Regions from separate parts of the Zea mays genome. Here region 1 is linked to region 2. Evidence: chromatin contacts called from public Hi-C data. All regions are on one chromosome and are shown on one strand. Each heading gives the region's core, a stretch centred on a gene start, on an enhancer-like site or on the middle of the called end of the contact. The rest is flanking DNA. Distances are from core to core; before and after follow the strand shown. Region 1 has its middle 17 kb from the start of LOC100281285. Region 2 holds the start of LOC541959 (serine acetyltransferase 2).

Evidence for each region. A called contact is a pair of places that touch in the nucleus more often than the background predicts.
Region 1: a contact with region 2 is called in a Hi-C map of ear, with 3 times the contacts expected there. The contact joins the enhancer-like site here to the promoter of LOC541959 in region 2. A contact is called at or near these places in 5 of 25 Hi-C or Micro-C datasets (ear, endosperm, leaf and 1 more).

The regions. Positions count from the first base shown.
Region 1 is chr1:24,333,046-24,339,786 of Zm-B73-REFERENCE-NAM-5.0, reverse strand. No RefSeq gene overlaps it. Among protein-coding and RNA genes, the nearest start is that of LOC100281285, 17 kb to the left of the region's middle. Within about 2 kb of position 1,891, at least 14 of the 20 cell types and tissues checked have an H3K27ac peak or open chromatin away from gene starts, as enhancers often do. A contact at or near this core is called in ear and endosperm, where this site is marked.
Region 2 is chr1:24,193,661-24,200,719 of Zm-B73-REFERENCE-NAM-5.0, reverse strand. LOC541959 (serine acetyltransferase 2) reads right to left here and starts at 2,074. Exons shown (of 1, transcript NM_001111613.2): 1 at 810-2,074. The coding sequence starts at 1,979. The coding sequence ends at 1,035.

The sequences.
Region 1 (6,741 bases), core at 642-3,141, 140 kb before region 2:
TTCTAGTATATTCAAACAACTCTTTAATACCACCAGCTGTATGCATGCAATGCATGCATGCATGCAGGGGTTGCAGACTTTTTTTTGGGTCGTTATGTGCCGCCATTTTCCGGTTTGTTTGCTTGCTGCTCGTCCCGGTGCAAAAGGAAAGGACGCGTGGGTTTTTTCGCCGGAACCGGAACCGGTTAGGTTATACATACGTTGCATGCCCCCATTCCGAGAGGCCGAATTTTTTGTATTTTAGCCCTTAAACAGAAGTAAAATCACGTTTAGACCTAAAAAAATTTTAAATGCAGTTTTGGACCCTTTGCTCGGCGCCATAGCCTATGGCGCCGAGCTAACACAGCTCGGCGCCATAGGCTATGGCGCCGAGGTCGTGTTGCGTTGGCACAACCCAGACGCGTGGCGTCGACGTGGAACCGAGCTCGGCGCCACAGATCTTGGCGCCGAGCTCGGTTGTGTTATTAAAATATTTGTTGCATACATGAGCACAAAGCCCATCTAGCCCACTTGGTAGAGCATAAGGCTTCTAACCATGTGGTCGTGGGTTCAAACCCCATAGTTTGCATTTTTTTTGTTTTTTTTTGTTTATGTCGTTGGTGTGTCCGCTTAAATTTATTTCTCGCCTAGATTTTTTTTATGTCGTTGTGCCTAGTATTGCCTTCCATCTTGCACTGCATGCGCGCGCATTTCAATCTACAGTTTCCGAATTTAAAATGCGCGTAAATAATCGACTAGCTCAAATCATGCATGTGCAATACAAAAGCAATGTAGTAATTTTATAAAATGTCATCCGTGCATTATTCAAAATTTTACTACTTTTTTAAAAAGACCGAATGCATGGCATGCATGTTTTCATCTTGCAAATTAAAATCCGCAGAGCTTAGTGCATCTCCAATAATTTAAAAAAAACATTTAGTAATTTAGTGAGCTTTTCATGTAGCTAAAAAAGGTTAAGAACAAATTTCTTGAACAAAATCTAACTTAGTAAAAATATAGAAAACAATTTTGCATTACGAATCATTAACTATTTCTAAATCACTATAACTATTTTTATACATTTTTTTCTTCCTTATATACATTTGCTTTGATAAACAGCATGCCCTACTTATTATTATTCTCCACAACCTTTCACATACAGAGATATTGGCCGATCAGTACATGAGCATATATTTTGGGTCGATTTTTTCAATTGTGAAAAAAAATCTAGGCGAGAAATAAATTTAAGCGGACACACCAACGACATAAACAAAAAAAACAAAAAAAATGCAAACTATGGGGCTTGAACCCACGACCACATGGTTAGAAGCCTTGTGCTCTACCAAGTGGGCTAGATGGGCTTTGTGCTCATGTCTGCAACAAATATTTTAATAACACAACCGAGCTCGGCGCCAAGATCTGTGGCGCCGAGCTCGGTTCCACGTCGACGCCACGCGTCTGGGTTGTGCCAACGCAACACGACCTCGGCGCCATAGCCTATGGCGCCGAGCTGTGTTAGCTCGGCGCCATAGGCTATGGCGCCGAGCAAAGGGTCCAAAACTGCATTTAAAATTTTTTTACGTCTAAACGTGATTTTACTTCTGTTTAAGGGCTAAAATACAAAAAATTCGGTCCGAGAGGCGAGAACGTACGTGTATACTCCTCCTCGCTCCCCAGCTGTCTCTGCAGTTGCATATGCCATCCATATGCAATGCAAGAACAACAACAGCTACGACACAAGCAGATGCAGCGACACATATATTTACACGCGCAGATGCAGTTGACTCTTCCGCGCGCGCTAATCCTTCCAAACGCTAGTTCTGGCGCTGGCGAGGCAGCAGCTAGCTGTGGCATGTCGCGGCAGCCAGCAAACAGAGGATGCCAGCACAAACGCAAAGCCCCTAGCTAGGGCGATTAATTAGGAGCGGCCGTGCAGACGCAGGGGGATGCATCCATCCAAGCCAGCCCTCACGTCAGTCACGTGGGAGGGCCCCCGAAACGCGGCGCCACTGCCGGCCGGCGACAAGCGGAGCGATGGATTCGAGTATGGATCGTGGATGGATGGACGGGTGGTGGATCGGCCGGAGTCAAGAGGAGAGCGGCGCTCGCCAGCAGGCCTGCCTGCATGCATGCTTGGCCTCCTCGCCGGTCGGTCAGAGAGCTCTGAGGTTCAGTTCAGGGCGACCACGCCGCAGACACAGCAGAGAATTGCACGGTTCTTCCTCGTCACGAGGCGAACACAACAGGGGGAAATGGCCAGGGGGAGGGGGGACCGACCGCGTCTAGCCGAGCGCACACGGCCGCCTCGCATTGATCATCGTTGTAGGCTTCTTGCATCCCTAATTTAAGGCTCTTGGCACGGCCCGCCTGTTCGATGACATGCTTCTGCGATCTGCGTGCGTGCATGCATGCGCGCGCGGGCGGGCGGCAGGAGTACGGGAACGTCCCTTGGATCCCGCCCGTCCGGATCACGATGACCTACAGCAGCGACTGTTTGATCGACTGACGGTAGGTACTCCAATGCAGCACGCAGCTGCATGTGCACACTCTCTTGTTGCAGACTTTTGAAGAAGAAGAAAGAAAAAGGCGCTCGCTATAGCTAGCACCATTCAATGCGCTAGGATTTTCCTCTTTGTCTCAGATCAGTGTGGCCCGCTCGATCAATGGAACGAAGCTAGTGGACTAGTGCAGTACACTTTGCATGCATATATGGTTTACAACTCTTTGCAAAACTATCTCGGCAATTTATAAATCTCCAGTTTGCAAGCTTAGGACCAATACTGCGTCCGATCCGGCACACTACGGAAGAAGCTCGATATCAGTGGGATCGGATGTGCCGACGAATACTAGTGCATGCAAGCAAGCAGACAAAATGAAAAACTCCATACGTAATACGTTCAGAGAGGCAGCGTCGCATCGATCAAAAAAGAGAAAAGGGAAACATGAGCTAGCTAGGGCGGGTAACGTGGAGCTACGCGTACGGTGGACCCAAGCCGAAAATGAGCAGGCAACGTAGCCATGAGTATGCTCTACGACCAATCAGCAACCCTTTCACGCACGCAGGTGATGAGTGCGGTGCGGTCGACGGGGCAGCAGAGAGGTGGACGAAGACGACGACGGGAGCACGTCGATTGATTGATACTACTCGACGTGCGTGAACTGAAACTGATGGTGTGGTCCGCATGCAGCAACACAATTTCACGCCGGGATCAGCGCGTGCCCCGTTGCGTGCGGACGATCTGTGTCTCAAATATATATATTCAGCTAGCTAGTGGATTATGTTGAAACGACAAGCGTAGAGCAGCGGCTAACAGCTCTCCAGTTGGCATATATTCCTGTCCACTAAAAACACCTACAAAAATTAGATCTTGTTGAGCACCAAAAGTGGCGGACAGTTCGGTCGTTGGGCTCAGACAGTCCGCATGTCCTGCGATTAGATTAACTCAGATGATTATTCTTATCTCGTGTGTGGTTATCTATCTAATTACGTGGGAGTTGTTGGCTATCTCCCAGTAACATGTCCAAACCTCATCCCCTATAAATATAAAGGGGTACGACCGATTGAGAACCCACGAACACATTCTAATCGAATATATGTACTTTATTTACCTTTCCTGCCATAGGAGTAGATGTAGCGTAGCTTTAGTTGCAGTCTTCCGCATATACACCTCTACCCCTATTCAACTCTACGTCGTCTAGATCCGTCCTGCGGTGGCCTGCCGACCCTAGGACGACCCTATAATTTTTACCCCTCCTAAGGGGTAAGATCTACTTTGTCTACTTCTATCAAGATCTCTTTCTCGAATTGATCTCTTAATTCCTAGGCGCCTCTGCGTCGTCTAGGGACGCCCTAGGTGACCTGCTGATCCGGAGCACCCTAAGGTCTCTCCCTAGGGGGGTCTAGATCCTACAAGGAGAAGAAGAAGATCCTACGCCATCGCGGACAATCTGGCCTAGAGCGCAGACCGTCCGAACTGCGCGCAGGGAAGAAGCCGCTCCTGCCGCTAGGTCACGGATCGTCCGCTCAGAGCCGCGGACCATCTGAGCCCCCGTAGCGAGCACCGCCAAGTGACCCGACGACCTGTCGCAGAACGACACCACTGTTCACCTCGCGGAACCGAACCCAAGGTATTGCTCATCACGAGAAGGTCCTAGGGTTCATTGCTGTTTGGTCTCAAATAGGTGGTGACCATCATAGATGTGTTGTCCCACCTTCAGTATAACCACTTTATTTGATCCTACATCGTCTAAAGGTGCTAAGTATCACCAGTCGGTTCATTATAATGTTTGGTGACCAAAAGGGTGTCAACAAACTTTTTGGCCACTCCGCTGGGGAAGAGGTTGTAGATCTATAAAATCAGGCTTAAATGACCGATTCTAAAGATCTCAACGGTGCTTCTCCAAACAGCGACACAAGGCTGACTAATATATCGGTCGCTAAGCATAAAAAATTAAAAGATGACATGAAGAAAATAGACGAGTAGGTCCAACGACAATGGGATTAGAGATGGCAATGGGTACCCGCGACCCGATACCCGATGGGTATTTACTCTATTAGGGTATATATGTGGGCTAAATATTATACCCGTGGGTCTGTTATTGGACAAAAACCTTCACCCAATGGGTAAACGGGTATTAGAACGTTCCGCCTTCACCCATACCCGTTAACCCGTGGGTATAAAATACCTAATATAAACTTACCAAAGCATGAACTTGGACTTTAGTCATCCAACTTTTTTACTATTTAACAACAATTTAATGACCATGTAATGTGCTATGTAGTACTATCAGTGTTACTACTTTATCCAATTATCTTTGGTGTGTTGAATGGATGGTTAAATGATGCTAGAAAAATTTGTGATGGTATTTATATGGATATACTTGACATTTGTATAGTATAATATTTTGATAGTTGTTTAATTTTTATGGGTACGGGTGACCCGATGGGTGACCCATACCCACATGGGTATAGGTATGGGGGTAAATCCATACCCGCTAGTGTATATGTGTGATTCGGTGGGGTTATTTTTGTGTCGTGGGTATGGGTATGGGGTAGTAATACCCGGTGGGTATTTACCCATTGCCATCTCTAAATGGGATCAGGTGCTCAAGTTGGCGGATAAGTGGTTCTCTCACTTCAGGGTAGATTGCCACCAGAAGACCGTCGAAGGGAGGGAAATAAACGTCGAGTACATGTTAGCCGTGCTGCAACAGCTCCCCACGATAGGTGATGCCAGGTCAACCGATGATATTCCATCTACTAAAATTTCTCTTGATAATCGGATTGAAAGTATCACAGAGGATATAGAGAGGATGACACATGTATTAGAAAATACTCATATACCTGATTTTTTGTCATATAAATTGGGCACTAAAATAACTGCGTCAAAAACATTGACGACAAACGGGGCTTCTCAGTCCCAACCATATTATGGTATATCGATGAACTCATATCCGAAAAAATGTTGTCACCATCCTCACTGCATGATAGATCAGCTCTGGTATGATTCAAATGCTTATTCTTCTCCATATTTTAGACTGCATAACATAAAATATTCAGCTCATTTTGATTCTGATTTTGAGAAACGATCATATGACAAAGACCATTTTATTTCTAAGAATCGATCTAGAGCTCAAAATAAGAATCGAATGGTCAAGCAAGTTTATATAGTAAAGAAGGATAATAGAAAAGCCAAAAGTTCAGATATGAATTCTTGCATTATAGAGCCAGAGGAAGTGTTAGATACTTCGGATAGCAGTACCCAAACAATAGAGAAATTAGCTAGCGATAGTCTAGGTACTAAATATGAACTTAAGAAGCTGAAAGGGAAATAGGGTCAAACCTTTTCCTAAATGATTTTGGTGGTTGAATTGGTCAACACAAATAATTGGACTAACTAGTTTGCTCTAGATTACATGTTCTACAGGTGCTAGAGGTTCAAACACAAACCAATAAAAAGATCAAGTTAGGGTTCAAAAAGAAAGGAGCAAAAGAAACCGAAGTGTGCCCTGGTCTGGCGCACCGGACTGTCCGGTGTGCCACCGGACAGTGTCCGGTGCACCAGGGACCGTACACTCCAAACACCTCAGCTTCGAGTTTCTCAGAGGCCGCTCCGCTATAATTCATCGGACTGTTCGGTGTAGCACCGGACTGTCCGGTGCACCATGCGGAGCAACGGCTACTGCGCCAACGATCGTCTGCAAAAGCGTGAACAGTGCGCGGATAGTTTGCACAGAGTTAGAACAGCGCCCGAAGGCGCACCGGACTGTCCGGTGCACCAAGAAGTCAGAGCTCCAACGGTCAAAACTGTCAGAACCCTAACAGTTGGGTGACGTGGCTGGCGCACCGGACTGTCCGGTACGTCCATCGACAGCAGCCTTCCCCAACGGTTGAATTGGTTGTTGGGGCTATAAATACCCCCAACCACCACCACTCCAAGCATCCAAGTTTTTCAGACATCTCATTCAATACAAGAGCTAATGCAATCAATACAAGACACAATACAAAATAGAATCAAAGCCTCTCCAAGTCCCAAATTCACTCCAAGCAAATAGTGACTAGAGAGAGTGTTTTGCTCGTGTTCTTTGAGCTCTTGTTCTTGGATCACTTTCTTCTTCCTCTATTCTTGTTCTCAAGCACTTGTAATCAAAGCAAGAGACACCAAGTTGTGGTGGTCCTTGTAAGGGGTCTAAGTGACCAGCTTGATTAAGGAGAAAGCTCACTCGCTCTAGGTGACCGTTTGAGAGAGGGAAAGGGTTGAA
Region 2 (7,059 bases), core at 825-3,324:
ATTCATACACACTAATAGAGTTACCATGTAAATGTATAGAGACGCTTGGAAGAATCACCGATAGTCTAATCTTGAGTTTGCTTGGTGTTGCGTTGATCCATTGGATTGAGAACTACTACTCACGAAGGCGTATAAATACAATATGGACTTGAACTAGTCTATATCAAATCCAAAACATAATACATGATTAAAACATGCTATTCAATATCTATGCTCTAGTGGTTTGAAGCAGTCATCATGACCATGAGTCAACTATCAAATCTGCTTACCGAATATGTTCCGTTACTGGTTGAAGCAGAGGCTTATATATCCAACTCTACTTGGTCAAAGTCTGTACATGGATAGTGGAGTACTGTATAATTATAAAGTCTCCTGCAGGATAGACTTCTAGAGTGTTTGGTTTAAAGAATGAGCTAGTCTATCATCTTCTTACTCTTTTTTGGTTTGCGAAATGAAATGAGTTGATCCATCACCAAATCATTCCTCATTTAGTTAGTACTAATATGAGGAATGTGGTCATCTGGTCATCTCACTAAATTTGAAGAATGGATCTATGATGCATCACTTTATTTAGAATTTAGTGATTCTTCAAAGCGAACATCTCATTTATGTCCTGCTTGGGGTTTTATAAGTTTAGGGAGTTTGGAAACCACATTTTTTCAATGGTTTTTTTCTTTTCTCAAGGGAAATTAGTTTATTTTCCCTTGAAAAATTAAAAATCCCATAGAAAAATGCGGTTTGCCAAACTAGCCCTTAGGAGAAGAAACGAAACATGCGGACACAATAATTTATAGCTTGAAAGTATATGTACAAGCAACCGATAACTTATCAGATGCATATAGTATTGTTATTCCCCTCACGCAAAACAAAGAAAAATATGGAGTTGCTCTAGGGCTCAATGCCTAATTGAGCTCCCTCTTTATGCAATGCAGCAACGGCAATGCACCTATCTCTCAATAACGACTTGACTAAATATCTTCTGGGAGGGAAACTCTCCTGCACTAAATATTTGCAAACAGACCCTCTGGAAGTTATCAAATCACGTAGTCCGACCACCCTTGCTCCATGGTGACCCCAGGCTGCTCTTCCGGCCGCCGCTGCGGCGCCGCCTTCTTCCCGACCGCCTTGGCGGGGTTCCCGACGGCCGTGGTCCCCTCCGGCACGTCCCGTAGCACGACCGCCCCTGCTCCAATCTTCGCCCCGGCTCCAACGCGCACATTGCCGAGCACGCTGGCGCCGGCGCCGATCAGCACCCCGTCCCCGACCTTCGGGTGCCGGTCGCCGGACTCCTTTCCCGTGCCGCCGAGGGTGACGCCGTGCAGGATGGAGACGTCGTTCCCAACGACGGCCGTCTCGCCGATGACGATGCCCGTGGCGTGGTCGAACAGGATCCCCGAGCCAATGCGCGCGCCGGGGTGGATGTCGACGCCGAACACCTCGGACGCGCGGCTCTGGAGGAGGAAGGCCGGCGCGGAGCGGCCCTCGCACCACAGCCCGTGCGCGGCGCGGTGCGCCTGCAGGGCGAGGAAGCCCTTGTAGTAGAGGAAGCAGTGCACCATCCGGCCGCAGGCCGCGTCGCGGTCGCGCGCCGCGCGGAGGTCGGCGCGCGCGGCGCGGCCGGACTCCGGGCGCGCGGCCAGTGCGGCGGCCAGGAGGTCCCGGAGCGCGTCCTGCGGCAGCGCGCCGGGGACGCAGAGCTTGGCCGACAGGTGCGCGGCGAGGGCGGCCTCCAGCGACGGGCGCGACAGGACGAGGTCGGCGTAGTACTTGCGGAGCAGAGGCTCGGCGTCCGCGTCGGCCTGCGCCTCCGCGCGCAGCTCGTCCCAGACGTCGTCGTCGTCGCCGCCGCTCGCGGACGCCGGCGCGGCGGCGGCGGCGGCCACCGCGCGGTCCGTGGCGCCGTCCGGCAAGTAGCGGTAGATGGCGCCGGTGAGGCGGCCGGCGTGCGTGGGGTGCCACTTGTCGACACAGGCAGCCATGCGTGCGGGTGCCGGCGCGAGAGCAGAGGAGGCTGGAGGAGGTCTTGGGATCTTGGTTATCGGTGATGGAGCGAGCGACTAGCGACGGCTGGGAGGTTGTGGCCGCTTAGACAGGGCAAGGTGTTTGCGCTCCTATATATACGTGTCTGCCTGCGGCGGCGGAGGCAGGCAACCGAGAAGGCGAAGTTTCGAGGAAGCAGACTGCGTCTGGGTTACAGGTGCGTGAAGCGTGACAAAAAAAATGTATACGTGGGGCAACCATCTGCTCATATAGAATTTCTTATTCGACAAACAAACAAAAAAATTTGCTCTTTTTCAATTTAGCATCCAACCTTCAAATCTTTCTTATTTAACATCCAAAAGATTTATAATGATGCCAGATAATAAAACTAAAGTTATTTTTGGGTGCCAGATACAGATAATGAAACTAAAGTTACGAACAATCCCAATAACGGACGGAACAAGAAGCTCTAGAAACTTAGGGTTTGTTTGGTTGGACTGTGACCGTGAAAAAAAGTTGCTGTAGGCTGTGAGCCGTGGAAAAATCTGTTGTGGGGTGTGAGCTGTTAAAAAGCTAAAAATCGTTTGGTGGAAACCACTAAAAGCCGTTAAAAGTTCTTCGATATATGTTTTCACAGTTCATCCAAAAGCCACTAAAAGCAGGTTCAGGGATGCTTTCAGTTTTGCACTGCGAGAAAGTCGGCATTTAGAAAAAGCTGCTTCCTGAATCTAGACCTTTGGTTTGGCTAGCCAAAGCAAAAGCTAAAAGCCAAACAAAACACATCTTTAAGCTCCCCTTGAAAATAAAAGGCTTTTTTTTGGAATTTAGGTCGAGTACCTATCCTTACTAAAGATAATGTAGCCAAAAGACGTTGGAAAGGTAGCTTGACTTATAGCTTTTGCAATTGTAATGAGTGTATTCACCATCTCTTTTTTGACTGCTATATGGTCAGAAACATATGGAGAATAATTTACTTTGCCTTAAAAATAGACAAGCATGTTGGCATTAATCATATAATCGGGTTTTGGGGAAGCAATAGGGGTCCAGGATACAAAAAAAATATTACTCCTACAAAAGACGGAATCACAACAACAAATCCTTGATGTTTGTCAAGCGTTGAAAGCCGTGGTGATAGAAGTCTTTGCAAATCATGGATGACGCTTAAATGCAAGAATTGATGATGACTAGAGTGATTCACATTCTCGTCATTTTTTTGCTTCTTTGAGTTAGTTTCATTATCCAAGCAACGTTTCTTTCGGATGTAATAGTTGTCTTGTGTTGCGTGTACGCATGTATTACCATGCTAAAACAGGAACTCATGTTTCCCTTATATAAAAAAAATACAGAAATGTATCATTTATTAATTTGCCCTGCACATCTGTGTTCTTTCGTGGCAAAGCTACTAGTAGCTGCTTTGCTGACTGTACCGTGTGCGTCAACCCTCATGTGTGGGCCAGCGCCAGCACATAGCGTTTGCGTTTTGACACTCTACGTGGTTACATGCTGAGACCGTTGAGCAACGTGGTGGACCATAGCAACCAGACACCAGCAGTTCCTATCTGGGGCTAGCAGAGGGTTAGCACAAACCAGGAAGCATTGTGCCGTAATCTTTCACGATCAGCAAGATGTAAAAAGCCAGAGCAGTGAGCATATGCCTGACGAATATCTTCTGATTACATCCGTCCGGGGCAAGGCAACGGAGCAGCACAGCACAGCCTCGCGCCGTCGCCTGCCGCCCTGCCCTGCCCTGCCCTGCCACGACGAGAAAATGTTTCCCGAAAGCAACCAGAAAAGGAGGCAACGCCGCGCGCGGGGGGCGTTATCCATGAAACGAAGGCGGTTTTCGGTACTGTAGAATTGCCCCACATTTTTACATTTCGGCGCAGTTGCTTCTGCACCAGGCGAACCTTCGCGTGTGCGATAAGGTGTCGTTTCGGCGGCGCGGCGCACCGCGCACGACCATTTCCTTTGTTTTTTTCCCCCGGTGGCGGGGAAGACCGAGGAGAGGATCCCGTTCCCGTGCCGCGCGACTCGGGTTGGTGGGCACGCGCGGCGCACGCGAACCTCCCCTCTCCCGTCGCGTGGCCTCGCTTGGTTCCCCGCGGTCGGACGCGAACGCGACGCGACGCGGCGGGGGGCCGGCCCGGCGCGTCTCGTCTGGCCCGCGGCGCGCGGCGTTTCGCGGCGGAAAGAGCTGTGGCAGGGGGCGTGGCCGTGGCCGTCCGCCCGTCACATATTCGATCCGTTGTTCTGATCGCCCCCGCGCGGGCAACCGCTCCCCTCCCCTCCTAGTTGCTGTCCGTTGTTCCCTGGGCTGGGCTGGGCTGGGCATCCCATCCATGCGCGGCGGGCGCTTTGTGCCGTTCGCGCTTGCTTTTCTTTCCTATGTTGCGTTTCCATCTGACTGAGACCACTCAAATGAGATCTAGCAACAGATGCGATTCGCCTAGCAGCTTGTACAACCAGCCACGCCGTGCCTATACACATTACAGAACCAGCCACGTCGTTTTGCTATTTCTGCCATCGCCGTTGCTCACACTGGTCCAAAATTTTTTTTCTTCTCTTTCTCGTGGCCCTGGAGCTGAGAATTCTGTGCTGGAAGTTCGTCCGTATTTTATTTATTTTTTTTACAGGAAGGATCGAGGATCGCGAAGCAGATGTGAAAGCGGAGATTATCCACCACATACAGCACCAGGTGCATGAACAGAGAACAGTTGCTTGCCCGGCCTTGACCATGGGGGGTGGCGGTTAAGCAGCAGGAGAGAGACCTAGGGAGGGACCGAGGGAGTTGCACGTTTTGTGTGGGTCAGGCTCAGGCAGATCAATCATTGGGATCCACTGCGCACGCCGCGCGCGAAAGCGCTTCCCAGAGGCTGGCGACGGACGCCGCAGAGGATCCGGTCCGGCAGGGGGAGGGTGACGTTCGGGGTGACGAGACGGTGGAAAAGTCGTCGCGTTTCCTCACTGCGCCGGCCCGAGCTTTCTTCCTCGCCGCGATGATCTTGGCGCCACATGGGTGGTGCCAACGAACGAACGAACGAACGCGTGGATCTTGGACTTTTTTGACCGAGGTCGTCGTGCAACGAGCACAAGCTCCTCCCTATCTCCTTGTTAGCCAAGGAAAGGATATATATATCATAATAATCAAGCGGTTTGAGGCATATTGGCCCACGTTTGAGGGGCATTCCCTCCGTTTCTTTTTATTAGTCGCTGGATAGTGCAATTTTGCACTATCCAGCGACTAATAAAAAAAAACGGAGGGAGTATGTACGTCCATCCATATCCATTGATGATGCAAGGACATACGTCTACGTGCGTGTGGGTGAGGTAATAATGATCCGGACATGGATGCCACTGACGCGAATAAAAAAAACTTGACGAGTGAACTGAACTGAGCCGTACAAACTACTCACGCGCACTTTGCACCATGCTCGTTTACTCCTCTAGTCATGTCCGCATCAAGTTAATTTCTTCTATCTGGTTTTAAGCCCCGCACCACACACAGTATGCCACTCTATCCGTCATGTTAGGTTTCAGGATCCTCTGTCTCCATGATCTGTTGATACATGGACTGTTTTTTAATAGGGAACATTCTATGAATTTTGTATCCAGCAATAAACTTATACTTGTTCCACTTTGTAATTCGTTTCACTTTTTGAAATCAATTTTACAAGCTCATCTTATTTTAAAAAATAAAAAATAGAAAAAAAAATCAAGCCATGTTTAAAATATATTATATGCTAAATGATATCACAACAACAATAAATAATAATTTTTTTTGAATAAGCCGGTTGGGTCGGTCAAATTGGTTTTAAAAATTCAAAATTATATTTTAGAACAAAGCACATATTAGCTTGGCTGTTATATTAATATTTGGGACATCCAAGATCCGAAGATGGTATAGTTTATCTCGGACAACAGGATGGCTAAAAACACCATCATGTTGTTGTGTGCTTTTAGCATGCGGTCTAATCTGAGAATTACTAGAGTATAACTGATTCTCTCGTAGATGCTTGCGAACATAACAAGCCACGCCACCGAAAACTCTAAAAGCAACGGTTACACTAGCTCGCGTGAACGCGAAATTGGTTGAAAAGCCAATATCTTTTCGTAAAAGAAAGTGGAGAAACATGCGTTGAAGATGCATTGAAATTTGCTACGTGCACCAACCACAGTGAAGCGGTGAACAACATAATTTGCATTGGCTACAATTCACTACACAAAGATGAACATTATTTTTGTACTCTTTCCTTTTGTGTACATAAGGATCCTATGTCGTCCAAACGCATGCACATAGAACTTCTTAATTGTAAGTGGTGGTGATTTTGCCTAGTGTTCTATGGATACTCCAACTAAGAGAGTATCATAATTTGTCTTGTATTGAAACTATTATTGGTTGTGAACTTATCTATTAGAACTCCCCTTCAAATGTCCAACATGGTATCATGACTCACGCTAACACTGCAGGTCTTTTAGTGGCTTATTTCTATCAAACTCACACACAAGTTTTTTGTGGCTTATCATAGATATGTGTTAGGGTGTGCATTTGGCATGAGTGTAGTGTGTTGCTATTTCATATTTGAAATATTAAAAAGAAATCGAGAGTCATGGATGCGCACATTATATACTATGCATGATATATCACAACAACAACAACAATAATTTTTTTTGAATAAGCCGGTTGGGTCGGTCAAATTGGTTTTAAGAATTCAAACTTATAAGTTAGAACAAAGCAAGTATTAGCTTGGCCGTTATATTGATATTTGGGACATCCAAGATCCGAAGATGGTATAGTTTATCTCGGACAACAGGATGGCTAAAAACACCATCATGTTGTTGTGTGCTTTTAGCATCCGGTCTGATCTGAGAATTACTAGAGTATAACTGATTCTCTCGTAGATGCTTGCGAACTTAACAAGCCACGCCACTTAAAACTCTGAAAGCAACAGTTACACTAGCTCGCGTGAACGCGAAATTGGTTGAAAAGCCAATATTTTTTCGTAAAAGAAAGCGGAGAAACATGCGTTGAAGATGCATTGAAATTTGCTACGTGCACCAACCACAGTGAAGCGGTGAACA